Linked DNA regions of Ovis aries: region 1 is linked to region 2. A link is a contact called in public Hi-C data. All regions are on one chromosome and are shown on one strand. The core of a region is the stretch at or near the end of the contact, and the rest is flanking DNA. Distances in the headings are between cores, read along the strand shown.

Region 1 (6,655 bases), core at 3,198-5,697, 140 kb after region 2:
AGACCAGCTGCGCCACCAGGGAAGCCTGACACATAGTAGCCGCTAAATATTGTTTCTGCTCCTATCCTGGCTCAGTTGGAGACAGAAACGGTCTGCAGACAATTGAGAGGTGGGGAGGGTAGGTTTAGGGAGCAAATAGCGTAGAAGGGCTTGATTCACTCTACCCCCTTTGCTGTAGTGAAAACTCAGTTTTCTCAAGTTAAATACACATGGGTAACCAGTATCCAGATCAAGAAATAGAATGTTTTCGGTGCCCGGAAGCCCCCTTACCCCTTACAGTTACTACTCTCTGACTTCTAACATGGGCTTCCCTGATAGCTCAGCTGGTAAAGAATCGGCCTGCAATGTGGGAGACCCTGGTTCAGCTCCAGGGTTGACAAGATCCCCTGGAGAAGGGAACAACTTACCCACTCCAGTATTCTGGCCTGGAGAATCCCATGGACTGTGTAGCCCATTGGGTTGCAAAGAGCTGGACATGACTGAGTGACTTAGACTTTTCTGACTTTTAATACCATAAATTAATTTACCTGTTTGTGAGCTTTGTAGAAATGGAATCATATAGTGTCTGTTCTTTTGTGTCTGACTTTGACGTCTTAACTGTATATTGTAAGAGTCATTCATATTGTGAGGTATACTTGTTTTCTCTATTGTCTTTCGTTGTGTGAATATACCAGAAGTTATCCATTCTTCTGTTGCTGGGAATTTGGTTAGTTTCTGGTTTTGTTTGTTTTCTGGCCATGTTACATGGCATGTGGGATTTTAGTTACCGGACCAGGGAATGAACTTGTGCCCCTGTAGTGGAAGCGTGGAGTCTTTAACCACTGGAGTACCAGGGGAAGTGCTTGTTTCTAGTTTTGAGCCAACATGAACAGTACTGCTATGGATATTCTTGGATATATCTGTTGGTTGAATATTTGTATGCATTTCTGTTGTGTATATGTCTAGAAGTGGGCTTGCTGGGAATATGCATATTACAAGCTTTAGTACATATTGCTAAATAGTTGTTATTTGTTTATATTCTCATTAGCAGTCTGAATGTTCTTTCTGGTTATTCCACATTATTATGAATACTTGATATTTTTATAATGTGTTGAATTTAAATTATTGCTAGATATTATATATAGGATTGTTTCAACTTAAATCAAGAGATTCTTAACTGACAGACTAAGCACATGTAGTGTCAGTAGTGTCAATAGCTTAAAAGAATTGATATTAAGAACAACTATATACTGCTATGTATTCTGATGAGGTCCCTGTATAGCACAGGGACCTCAGTGTTCTGTGGTGACCTAAATGGGAAGGAAATCCAAAACATAGGGGATATATGTATGTGTATAACTTATTTACTTTGCTGTACAACAGAAAGTAACACAGCATTGTAAAGTAACTATACTACAATAAAAAAAAAACACACACAAAAAGACATCTATTGTTAAGGTTGTGCGTGTAGATAGTGACACCTGATGATGCTTTTGAACTGTGGTGTTGGAGAAGACTCCTGAGAGTCCCATGGACTGCAAGGAGATCGAACCAGTCCATTCTAAAGGAGATCAGTCCTGGGTGTTCTTTGGAAGAACTGATGCTAAAGCTGAAACTCCAGTACTTTGGCCACCTCATGCGAAGAGTTGACTTGTAGGAAAAGTCTCTGATGCTGGGAGGGATTGGGGAAAGGAGGAAAAGGGGACGACAGAGGATGAGATGGCTGGATGGCATCACCGACTCGATGGACGTGAGTTTGAGTGAACTCTGGGAGTTGGTGATGGACAGGGAGGCCTGGCATGCTGCGATTCATGGGGTCGAAAAGAGTTAGACACGATTGAGCGACTGAACTGAACTGAACTGAAGACTGCCATCTAGTGGTCAACAAGTACAGGACCTTACTGATTTTAACATTTCTAAAGTCAGAATTTATCTTACAATGGAAGAAAAATGTTACAATGGAAGATGAAAGAAAAATCTTACAATGAAGAAAAGAATGAAAAAGTTGGCTTAAAACTCAACATTCAGAAGATTAAGATCATGGTATCTGGTCCCATCACTTCATGGCAAATAGATGGGGAAACAGTGGAAACAGTGAGAGACTATTTTTTGTACTCCAAAATCACTGCAGATAGTGACTGCAGCCATGAAATTAAAAGATGCTTGCTCCTTGGAAGAAAAATCATGACCAACCTAGACAGCTTATTAAAAAGCAGAGACATTACTTAGCCAACAAAGGTCTGTCTAGTGAAAGCTATGGTTTTACCAGTAGTCATGAAAGGATGTGAGAGTTGGACTGAAGAAAGCTGAGCATCGAAGAATTGATGCTTTTAACTGTGGTGCTGGAGAAGACTCTTGAGAGTCCCTGGGACTGTGAGGAGATCCAACCAGTCCATCCTAAAGGAGATCAGCCCTGGGTGTTCATTGGAAGGACTGATGCTGAAGCTGAAACTTCAATACTTTGGCCACCTAATGCGAAGAACTGACTCATTTGAAAAGACCCTGATGCTGGGAAAGATTGAAGGCGGGAGGAGAAGGGAACAACAGAGGATGAGCTGGTTGGATGGCATCACTGACTCAATGGACGTGAGTTTGAGTAAACTCTAGGAGTTGGTGCTGGACAGGGAGGCCTGGCGTGCTGCAGTTCATGGGGTCACAAAGAGTCGGACATGACTGAGTGACTGAACTGAAAGTCAGAATTTATTTTACAGTGGAAGAAAAATACTTGTTAGAATTGATGATAAATTGGAATGTGTTTGTGTGTTGTGAAGTCACTCAGTCGTCTCCGACTCTTTGCAACCCCATGGATTGTACCCTACCAGGTTCCTCCGTCCATGGGATTTTCCAGGTAAGAGTCCTGGAGTGGGTTGCCATTTCCTTCTCCAGGAGATCTTCCCGACCCAGGGATTGAACCCGAGTCTCCTGTGTTGTAGGCAGACACTTTACCATCTGAGCCATCAGGGAAGTCCGTAAATTGGAACTTGTTAGATGCAATAAATATAATTGAGTAAAATAAAGCAGTGTAGTGAAGTATCTGGCAGGGGTAGTGGCTGAATTTCTGTGGTAGTCACATGAAAGGTCTCATTTGAGCAGATAGCTGAAAAAAATGAGGGAACATGCCATGTATCAGAGGATGAGATGGTTAGATAGCATCACCGAGTCAATGAACATGAACTTGAGCAGACTCCAGGAGATAGTGGTAGACAGGGAACGGGGGCGTGCTGCGGTTCATGGCGTGGCGAAGAGTCAGAGACGATTTAGTGACTGAACAACAGCGACGCTGTATCTAAGAGGGGAAGACTGTTCCAGGCCAAGAAGTAGGAAACCACAAGGCGTGTTCTTGAGGTTTTCAAGGAATGGCTAAGAAGTTAGTGTGGCCGGAGTGGAGTGAGTGGTTTGAGATTTTGACAAGCGTGACGGAGACAGGGAGAAAGAATCAGGACAGCAGAGGAAATGACCTGGAGAGATAGCAGATAGTAGTCAAGGGGTGGATGGCATGGGAACGAGTTTTTGAGAGGTAACACATGAGGGCAGCTAGTGAACAAGGACCCCCAGCTTATTCATTTTTCTATTTTCTAATGTCCCTAGCACAGTGAAGTCCAGCGTCCATTGCATTAACTAGAATAATCCACTGTTGACAGGCTAGATGGTGGAGCTGTGTCTCCAAGTTATATGTCAGAGTCCTGATTTCTTCTCAGATATATTTAGCATTGAACAGTTAGTAGTGAATGTATAATTCAGCTTTCTTATCTCAGGGTTCAGCTAACCATACCCTCCAGACTCGTTATTTGTTGATTTTTGGTTCAGGGGGAAATTAATATTCTTAACATTATTAAAGGGCCATTGGTTAATTAAAAACTAAAATAATTGAAGTGGTAAGAATGGAAGTAACTAAATTCTCTAAATTGGGTTTTGTACATACATAAAAGTAGAGGCGAATTGGTTAATGAACCCACATGAAAGTGAAAGTCACTCAGTCGTGTCCAACTCTTTGAGACCCCATGGACTATACAGTCCATGGAATTCTCCAGACCAGAATACTGGAGTGGGTAGCCTTTCCCTTCTCCAGGGGATCTTCCCAACCCAAGGATCAAAGCCAGGTCTTCCACATCGCGGGCGGATTCTTTACCAGCTGAGCCACAAGGGAAGTCTGAGAATACTGGAATGGGTAGCCTATCCCTTCACCAGCGGATCTGCCTGACCCAGGAATTGAACCGGGGTCTCCTGCATTGCAGGCGGATTCTCTACCAACTGAAGCTATCAGGGAAGCCCAGTGAACCCATGTGCACCATCTTTAATAATTATCAAGTTAATTATTGCGTATTTTATTTTTTACGAAAAAGTTTTTCTTTTTTATTAAGAAAATTAAAAATCTTATGGTGGCAGGATAGCTAGTTCCTGTGTGTTTGGAAACCCGTCTCTTTCACAGCATTGTGCTGCCCCCCTTACATCACACTCCCTTCTGCTGGTTAGATGTCTCTTAGAGGTCTAACAGAGGTCAGTGATAGGCCTTATAACTGAATAAACAAAGTTCTAGAGCATGTGCTTTTAGGGAAAGCATGTGACAGAGTTATCAGAACCAAAACTTCTGTTTGAATTGAGAGTGCCTGAGATATTTTTAAATCTTTGGGAAAAAATTGACTGGACAATAGAAATATTTTTTATGAGTTACTGGCCTGAGGGGTTGTCACAGAAGTGTATGTTCTAATTGAACTGAGTTAACATTTCATTTTTGTGTGTGAGAGAGAGAGAGAGAGAGAGAGAGAGAGAGAAGGGAGTTGGATCCTCTTGCTTAGCCATCTTATACTACTTTGTGTTAGACTCCATCATCATGCAGTTGTAAGACCAGGGAAGAACAGGCTTCTTTGGGAACATGTAGGAATGTCATTTATCTTAGTTTGGTGAGGGGGGTCAGGAGAGGCCTCTTACAATAAGGGATTCCTAAGTTGAGACATGAAGGATGAATAAAGGTGAATGAGACAAAGGAGAGAGAGTTTTGGGCTGGGTAATAATTACTGCTTATGAATTTAGTATGCCATTCCTGAGAGTTATCTTGTATGTTTTGGGGAAGTTGGAGCAGCTTTTATGAATTCTTAGTTGTGTTTCTTGTGACTGTAATTTGTTTTTGAGTGATAAAATAGTGACATCTTGTTTGTGTTTTGAAACCTTTCTGTATATGTGTTCCTTTAATAAATATCAGTTGGACAGTGTTTTAGAGAAATTGCCCAGGTAATAAATAATAATTTTAGATTCTCCTGGAGGTGAATTTTTCAAAGCTATAAATATCCTAATATTCTGCCACTGTACTTTCAGTGAATAAGATATAGGTCCCTAAATGATGTTAGTACTTGAATAATTTGTTCCATCTAGACATGGGCTTATATGTATAGGTTAAATGTAGAAAATCATCTAGATCTTTACAATGACATTATTAGGCAGTGGAGTCTTTAATATGTGGCAGACCATATCTGTATCTGAGTGGACCAGCTCAGAAATGATTGGTTGTTGCCTGGCAGCTATTCTATAAAATTATAAAGGAAGGTCATTGTAATGAGAAGATTGACAGTAGTTCTATATTAATGTTCTTTTGGTTTAAAATGTTGATTCAGGCCATCTATTCAGCCACAGAAACAACTTCAAAAGACTACTGTCTTTTCCAAAGACTTTTAATTAGTTTTGGAATAAAGTATTCTTTGTGCCCATCATCCCACCCCTTAAATGTGGTCCTTCATATTTAAGGGCCATACATTCACGAGGTCTTTTTTTTTTTTTTTTTCCCATTTTGGAAAGGGGTGTTTATTTCATTCTTTTTCTGCTGAGAATTTGAAATTACACTATTTCATATTCCAGAGCACATGGAGTTTAGTTGAGAGATGACCTTACACATAGGGGAGTAAATGGCTGTCTTTTCAGGTGGTTAATCCTCCAACTCCTGTCTTCAGGCTTTAGGACCCAAAATGACATCAGGAAGAGATAGCTTTGTTTTTATCTCTGTAGGTACCTCCTTGTAAGATGCAGTACCTACTAAAGCTGAAAACATCTATGATTCAGCACCTAGTTCACTCTTATGTAGATACCTAACAGAAACAGACACATACTTGCCAAAGGACACATAAATACAGAATTGATAAATAATTTGTATGAATCTCACTAATATGCTAAGCAAAAGAGCATATGCCATATAAAAGTTCAGTAGCAAGCAGGTATTTTTTCCATTATTGAATGGAAGATGCTGTATTTTTTCCATTATTGAACCTTTGAAAATTTTTGTCTTATTAGTTTGTATTGCGATACAGCACACATTCCAGTAAAGGGCATAGCTTGGTGACTTTTCACAGGGAACTGCTGCTGCTGCTGCTAAGTCACTTCAGTCATGTCCGACTCTGTGTGACCCCATAGACGGCAGCCCACCAGGCTCCCCCCTCCCTGGGATTCTCCAGGCAAGAACACTGGAGTGGGTTGCCATTTCCTTCTCCACTGCATGAAAGTGGAAAGTGAAAGTGAAGTCGCCTAGTCGTGTCCGACTCTTTGCGACCCCATGGACTGCAGCCCACCAGGCTCCCCCTGTCCGTGGGATTTTTCCAGGCAAGAGTACTGGAGTGGGTGCCATTGCCATGTAACCAGATTAAGAACAACAGCATTATTTTGTGTTCTCCCTCTAGTTACTACTTCCTTC
Region 2 (6,296 bases), core at 456-2,955:
AGATTGGAGTGAATAAGCAGCCTGGTACAGTGGGAGAAAGTTTATAGTTAAGTCTGTCTTCAAATTCAGGTTCCCAGTGTGACACTGGAAAGGCTACATTCCTTTTTCCTTGAAGGCAGGGAAGGTTGACTCCTTCCTCCTGGGATGAGGGCTGGACAGGACAGTGCTGCTAGTGCTGGACATATGGGGAGAGCTTTTTCCTTCATTCCTGTGACTACTGACAGCTCCTGCTTCCCTCCCCAGCCTTTCTCTGCCTTGTGGTCTTCATAGGCCTCCTGTTCACAAGATTCTGGTTCTTCAGTATCCTGTATGCGATCTGGTTATACTCGGACCAAAATAAGCCATGGCAGGGGGGCAGGCACAGTGAGATCGTAAGGCACTGGGTCATATGGAAGCACATGAAGGACTATTTCCCCGTCTCGGTGAGTAACGGGGTGGCTGGGGAGTGGCTAAGCCTGTAGTGCCCCACGTGTCCGTGGGGAAGTGTGGCCCTGTGTGCAGTGAGCAGAATACCAGGCTAGGAGGAAGGAGCTGGGCTTCCACCACTATGCAGCATGGGGAGGAGTCAGCTTCTGTCTGGCGGTGGTTTTCCACCTGCAGAGATGTGGGGCCACTATGAGGACTGATGAATGAACAGGATTTGAAGGAGCTCTGTGGACTATATATGGTAGCACACATGTATGTCTTATAGGTGTAAACTGCTCAGCAGACACGCTTGGGTTTGCAGGTATAAAGTCATGTCCTTAGAGAACATCTAGCCCCACACCTCTTCAAATAAAAAGATTGATACCCAGTGAGAAAGAAAGGCATGACCAAGGCCACACAAGTCCTTTTACTGGTTTCAAAGTTTGTGCATTAACTTTGGGTAAAGAAGCTAGGCAGAGAGCCCTAAACTGGTTCTCTGGATCTATTCTGCCCCAAATTTCGGTATGCTGTATGTCCTTGGACAGAGCCTTGCTCAATCAGTTCCTCAGTTTCCCCATGTATCCAGTAAACATACTGCTTCCTTCTGCTCTGAGTGCCTCTGACTGACTCTCTGACCTAAGGTCACTGTGGATACCTCACCATGGGCTCAAAGTTCAGTCCTGATTGAGGAAGACATTGCTCTAAGTAAACTGAGCCTTCTACTTCTTTCCTGTATCACAAAAAGACTAAATCTTTGGGTGTAAGTCCTGGGAAGGGATGATTTACTGTCCAGATAGGGTGGGAAAGGCAGGAGAGACACAGAAAGGTGCCAGGAAGAGGCAGGTGGCCCTCCTCTGGAAACAGAAGAGAAGAAATGGATAGAGTGTGACCTGTGGAGCTGGGCAGGATAGGTTCTAATACCAGATCTGCAACATACCAGATCTTGGGTGAGCTAGTCTCATTGAACCTTGATTTCTTCACATGTAAAGCAGAAATTATGCCACATTCATTATTGGGTTGTGAGGATTTCATGAAATATCAGATCATCCTTGGGCCTCCAAGAATAGCATGTGGCTCTCTTTGCAACCAAAACTCTTGTCAGTTGAATGTCTGCCAGGAAAATGGTACTGAGGGGCTCTGTGACACTCATGCTCTTCACCCAAACAGGTAACCCCAGGGGAGGTTTTCTCAAAGTCACTATTAAGACGGATGGGACACTGGACTTGATTTGCAGAAATTTCATGTGTATAGCATTCAGGAGTCTTGCCCACTGCAGGCCTGCAGAGGGCAGGCAGTACCTATGAGTGGACGCAGAGGGCAGGATGATATGCCCAGTAACTTGCCTGTCTTGGGCTGGGAGCCTGCAGAGATAGCTCAGTGGCCTCACGTTCTGGACTCCAGCACCTCCCAGGAGATCCTCCAACTCTTCTACACACTTTCACTGTGCAGGCCCTGCAGGAATCATGGGCTAGCCCATAAGTGGGAGTCCGTGCTCTACTGGAGCTCTCCCACATTGACAAGCCTCTAGCACTCCCTGCCAAATGCTTGTGGATTCCTGAACTTTAAACAGTTCCTGCTGTGATTTTTATAAACTAGAGTTTAGTGGTGGAATTTCAAGCAAAATGAGGAAATGGTTTCTGGGTCTTGGAGCTTTCTAAACATAAGTGATAGGCTTCCTCAAGAATTAACAGTAGAGAATCAGGCAATGTTTCCCCCAGGACAAGGTGCCTCCACCTCATCCTGAAGATCAGTCCAGGAGCTGGGTTTCTATGTGAGGATTTCATTATCCTGGAGCAGCAGTGTCTACACAGGCCAAGGCCTGAGCAAGGGTGCAATTCTGTGAGCAGGCTGTGACCTGGTGTCAGGAAGTGCTGCAGACTTGGCAGGACACCTTCTTGACCCCTCCCTACCCAGACCTGCGGGCATCACTAGGGACTTCGTGCCCCTTTTCCCACCCCCACTTCCTAGCACACTGGGGTCTCTTAGACTGAGTCACAGGAACTCAGGGGTCAGCCCTGTTCCAGGACAGAACTCCAGCTGCCCCAGTCTTTGGAGAGATGCTCACTCCCTCCTGCAATGGCTCCTTCATTCTGGGTAGACTCTGTCTGGGATAAGGTTTCCCTTCACGTAGGACAGGGGCTTGTGTCCCTGTCACCCTCCCAGGAGTCCTTGGGCAGGGGGCCTTCCTTCCCTGGTGGGTCCATTCATGGGTCCATTCTCTTCCTTTCATTCCAGAGTCTCCAAGAGCGTCTCCTCTGCTCCAGGTCTGCAGTGGGGACAAGGATCCTCAGATAGGCCGTCTCTAATCTCAGCACATTCACGTGGGGTGTGATAGAACTTGGGCACAGGGGAGACATAGAAGAGGTCAGCCCAGAAAGTCAGCAGGTGGACCAGTGAGGGCACGAGGTACAGCCCCAATTCACCAGGTTTCTGTCCCCACAGCTAGTCAAGACTGCTGAATTGGACCCCTCCCGGAACTACCTCGCTGGCTTCCACCCTCATGGAGTCCTGTCGATAGGAGTTTTTACCAACCTGTGCTCAGAGAGCACGGGCTTCTTCTCAGTTTTCCCTGGGATCCAGCCACATGTGACAACGATAAACATATTTTTCTGGATCCCATTCTTCAGGGATTACATCATGAAAGGGGGTAAGCCTTCCCAGAACTGGAAAGCCCAGGAAAATGAGGGCTGCAGGCATGGAGGAGGGATTTCAGGGAGGGCTTCTAAAAATTCTGTAATTCCTCCAAGAACATGTGTAGTAGAGAAGGAGGCTAGACCCAAGGAAGCACTTCCCACAGCTCTGTTCCCAGCAATGAGCTTGGTGAGGGGTTGGGAAGAAGGGAATGACTCAATCCCAGTCCTCAGGGAACTCCCAGCTGTAGGGGGAGGGTGAGTAGGGACCTACCGCATCCCCCCTATGGCCCCTGTCCCCTTCACCCCATAGCTAACCACATGACTCTCCCCAGGGCTGGTCCCAGTTGACAAAAAGAGTGTTGCTCACATTCTGAGCAGGAAAGGAAGCGGCAACCTAGTGGTCATCACTGTTGGGGGCATCAAGGAGGCACTGAAGACGAGGCCTGGAGCCAACAAGCTGGTGCTACGGAACCGCAAGGGCTTCGTCAGGCTCGCCCTGATGCACGGGTACTGGGGAGAGGGCTCTGGGTTCAGCTGAAGATTGGCAAGTATCATGTTTTGGTGGGAAGACAGCAGAGATCAAGACAGGTCCTATTTTAGCAAAAGATGTTCAGTCCATTCATAGAGAGGATAACTTAGCAAGATATTTACTGTCTCATGTCCAAATACCCAGAGAAGATTCTAGAAGGGAGACGAGTTGATCAAAAGGACTAGGTGTGATGGGTCATACTGCCCAAAGTTGGCATTATATCTGAGACCTAGGGGATCTGAGAGAGTGGAGTTTGGGGCACAGCTTAGAGCAGTTATCCAACCTTGAAGCACCTCTGAAGAACACAAGCTAGCTGGGGCAGAAGAGATTTTCCCAGAAACTTTGCAGATGTTTGATGTTTGGGAGGACTCTACAACATTCTGATCTCCTTGTCATGGTGCAACTGGGAAGTGGTGATCCTAAGAGGAGCTGGGACCTACCCACTATCTCAAAGCAAAGCTGTAGCACAACTGGGAGTTACCCAAGGCCACCTACTTCCAGCCCAGGGCTTTGTTCTCTGCTGTAATTTTTGTCACAAGCTTCCTGCTAGGTGACCAGTTTGAATCTTCTTGCTCCTCCACATGCCCTCTCTCCTGTCTCCTTCCAGAGCAGATCTAGTGCCGATCTTCTCCTTTGGGGACAATGACTTATTTGTCCACCCTAAGAAATCTCCTGGCTTTTGGTGGAAATGGTTCATTGATCAACTGTACAAGAAGACAGGTGTTGCCCTCCCGCTTTTCTATGGCCGTGGAGTCTTCCAGTACAGTTTTGGTTTTATCCCCTACCGCCGACCCATCACCACCGTGGGTGAGCCTAGACCTGGGCTGGGATAGGGAGGTGGGGGGAAGGCTACAAGGCAAGAAGCCTGGGCTCTGCACTGCAAGAGGACATGGACTTGGGTTGGACACATCCTTGACCAAGTGGAGCTCATGTTCTAGAGGGTGAAATAGAGACACAGGCAAATAACCCTGATAAAAGGCAGTCTGGGACAAGAACTGTACCTGAGGTACAAAGAACCATAGCCACTACAGATTACCAAGCACCCACTGTGTGGCAAGCACTGCAATGGCTCATTACAGTTCACTTTTCCGGGTGACCTTGGAGGTAGACTCTCATCCTTATTTTATTGATGGCAAACTGAGACTCAGAGAAGGTAAATCACTACAAACATATCCTCATGCCCTTGAGTAACAACACTGAGGCTTGAATCAGGATCTACTTGACTTTTATGATGCCAGAGAAGGAGGGTTTAATTCTGACCAGACAATCCCATAAGACTTTTGGAGGAGGTGAATACAAGGGAAGGGCATTCCAGGTCTGTTAGAATTGTGTATAAAGTAGCAAGCAGCAGGCTATAAAGGAGAGCCTGAGGGATTTCCCTGTAAATAATGGGCATGGGCTTTAGTGCATGGACTTAGCACCATCTTTTCTGCTATATGATCATCTCATTTGCTTTTGTCTTGAATTCCAACTAGGTTCCAATGGCAAAGCTTATAGAGAGAGGTCTGTTCATCTCCACTTACCCAATTATTTCTTAGTTGAGTACAGACTTGGCCAAGTCTCTACACCATGACTTTTCCTGGGTTGTCTGGCAATATTTTCATGAATATAATTCACAACTGATGTCTCTAGAACCATTCCCAAAAGGAGAAGACAGAACAGCTGCTTTCTGAGCCAGGCAGAACAAGAGGAAAGAGGTTGATAGGTCTTCCCATGTCCTCCCTAGAATGGGGGGCACTGCAGACCAGCATGGAGGGAAAGGAGGAAGAGGCACTTGGGCTGTGAGCCACCTCCTCCCAGACATACAGCCACTTCCACTCATGGCATCTAAGACTCCTAGATCCATGTGTCCATGAGGCTAAGAGAACCTCCTCAGGGCTTACAATCTGTCACTGATTCTTCCTGGCTATGTGATCTTGCAATAAGTTACTTAACCTCCCTGAGCCTCAATACCTTGCCTGTTAAAATGGACTAATAGCAGGTTCAATCCCCATAGGATTGTTCAGAAGATTTTAGGAGATAATACAAGTAAAGCACCTAGGACATTGTCTGGCAGGTGGCAATGCCAGCAGGAGGTGTTTTTATTATTTCAGAATCTTAGAGTTGTCCTAATATCTAGATTAGATCACCCAAAATACAGTTGAAAGGGAAATAATACAGGCACTTTCCAGTAGGTGTGACCACTGGCATGGAGTCCTGGCCCATGGGATCCAGAGACCCCAGTGGTTCCTACTCTGGGCCACCACTCACCTCTGTGTCTTGCAGTGGGGAAGCCCATCGAGGTGCAGAAGACACCACATCCCTCCCAGCAGGAGGTGGACAGGCTGCACCAGCGCTACATGAACGAGCTGGAAAACCTCTTCGAAGCCCACAAGCTCAAGTACAACGTCCCAAAAGACCAACACTTGGAGTTCTACTGAGTACCTTCCCAGAGGAGGGGCTGCCCCAAAGGGCAGGGCTGGCATTAGGGAGAGAGGTGCTGTGACCCCAGAAGGTTTCCTGGAGGTGTCTGTTGAACACATCTCCAGAGCCTTCACTGACTCCTGCAGCTCCACCCCATGCCAGGCTCCAGGTCACACTTGGCTCCATGGCAGAAGAAGCCAGACTCTGGCATCAGGGATTTGCTCTCCTGCACTGACTCCTCTGTAATGGGCCCTCTCCTTGGTTCTGCCCACCTGAGAAGTGGGAGAGATACTAGGAGAGGCTGATGTCTGTGTCTCTGTCCTCTG

Evidence for each region. Hi-C and Micro-C count contacts between places; a contact is called where the count stands out from the background.
Region 1: a contact with region 2 is called in a Hi-C map of liver, with 9 times the contacts expected there. The contact joins two enhancer-like sites. A contact is called at or near these places in 4 of 16 Hi-C or Micro-C datasets (blood, liver, mixed tissues and 1 more).

Annotation. Positions count from the first base shown.
Region 1 is chr15:54,041,509-54,048,163 of ARS-UI_Ramb_v3.0, forward strand. All of the region lies in intron 2 of UVRAG (UV radiation resistance associated), which reads left to right. Among named protein-coding and RNA genes, the nearest start is that of UVRAG, 47 kb to the left of the region's middle. Within about 2 kb of position 4,448, at least 2 of the 54 cell types and tissues checked have an H3K27ac peak or open chromatin away from gene starts, as enhancers often do. A contact at or near this core is called in liver, where this site is marked.
Region 2 is chr15:53,899,731-53,906,026 of ARS-UI_Ramb_v3.0, forward strand. It overlaps LOC101110266 (2-acylglycerol O-acyltransferase 2-like), which reads left to right. Exons shown (of 6, transcript XM_004016332.5): 2 at 244-422; 3 at 2,848-3,052; 4 at 3,371-3,545; 5 at 4,175-4,374; 6 at 5,833-5,987. The coding sequence ends at 5,987. Among named protein-coding and RNA genes, the nearest start is that of UBE2G1, 22 kb to the right of the region's middle. Within about 2 kb of position 1,706, at least 4 of the 54 cell types and tissues checked have an H3K27ac peak or open chromatin away from gene starts, as enhancers often do. A contact at or near this core is called in liver, where this site is marked.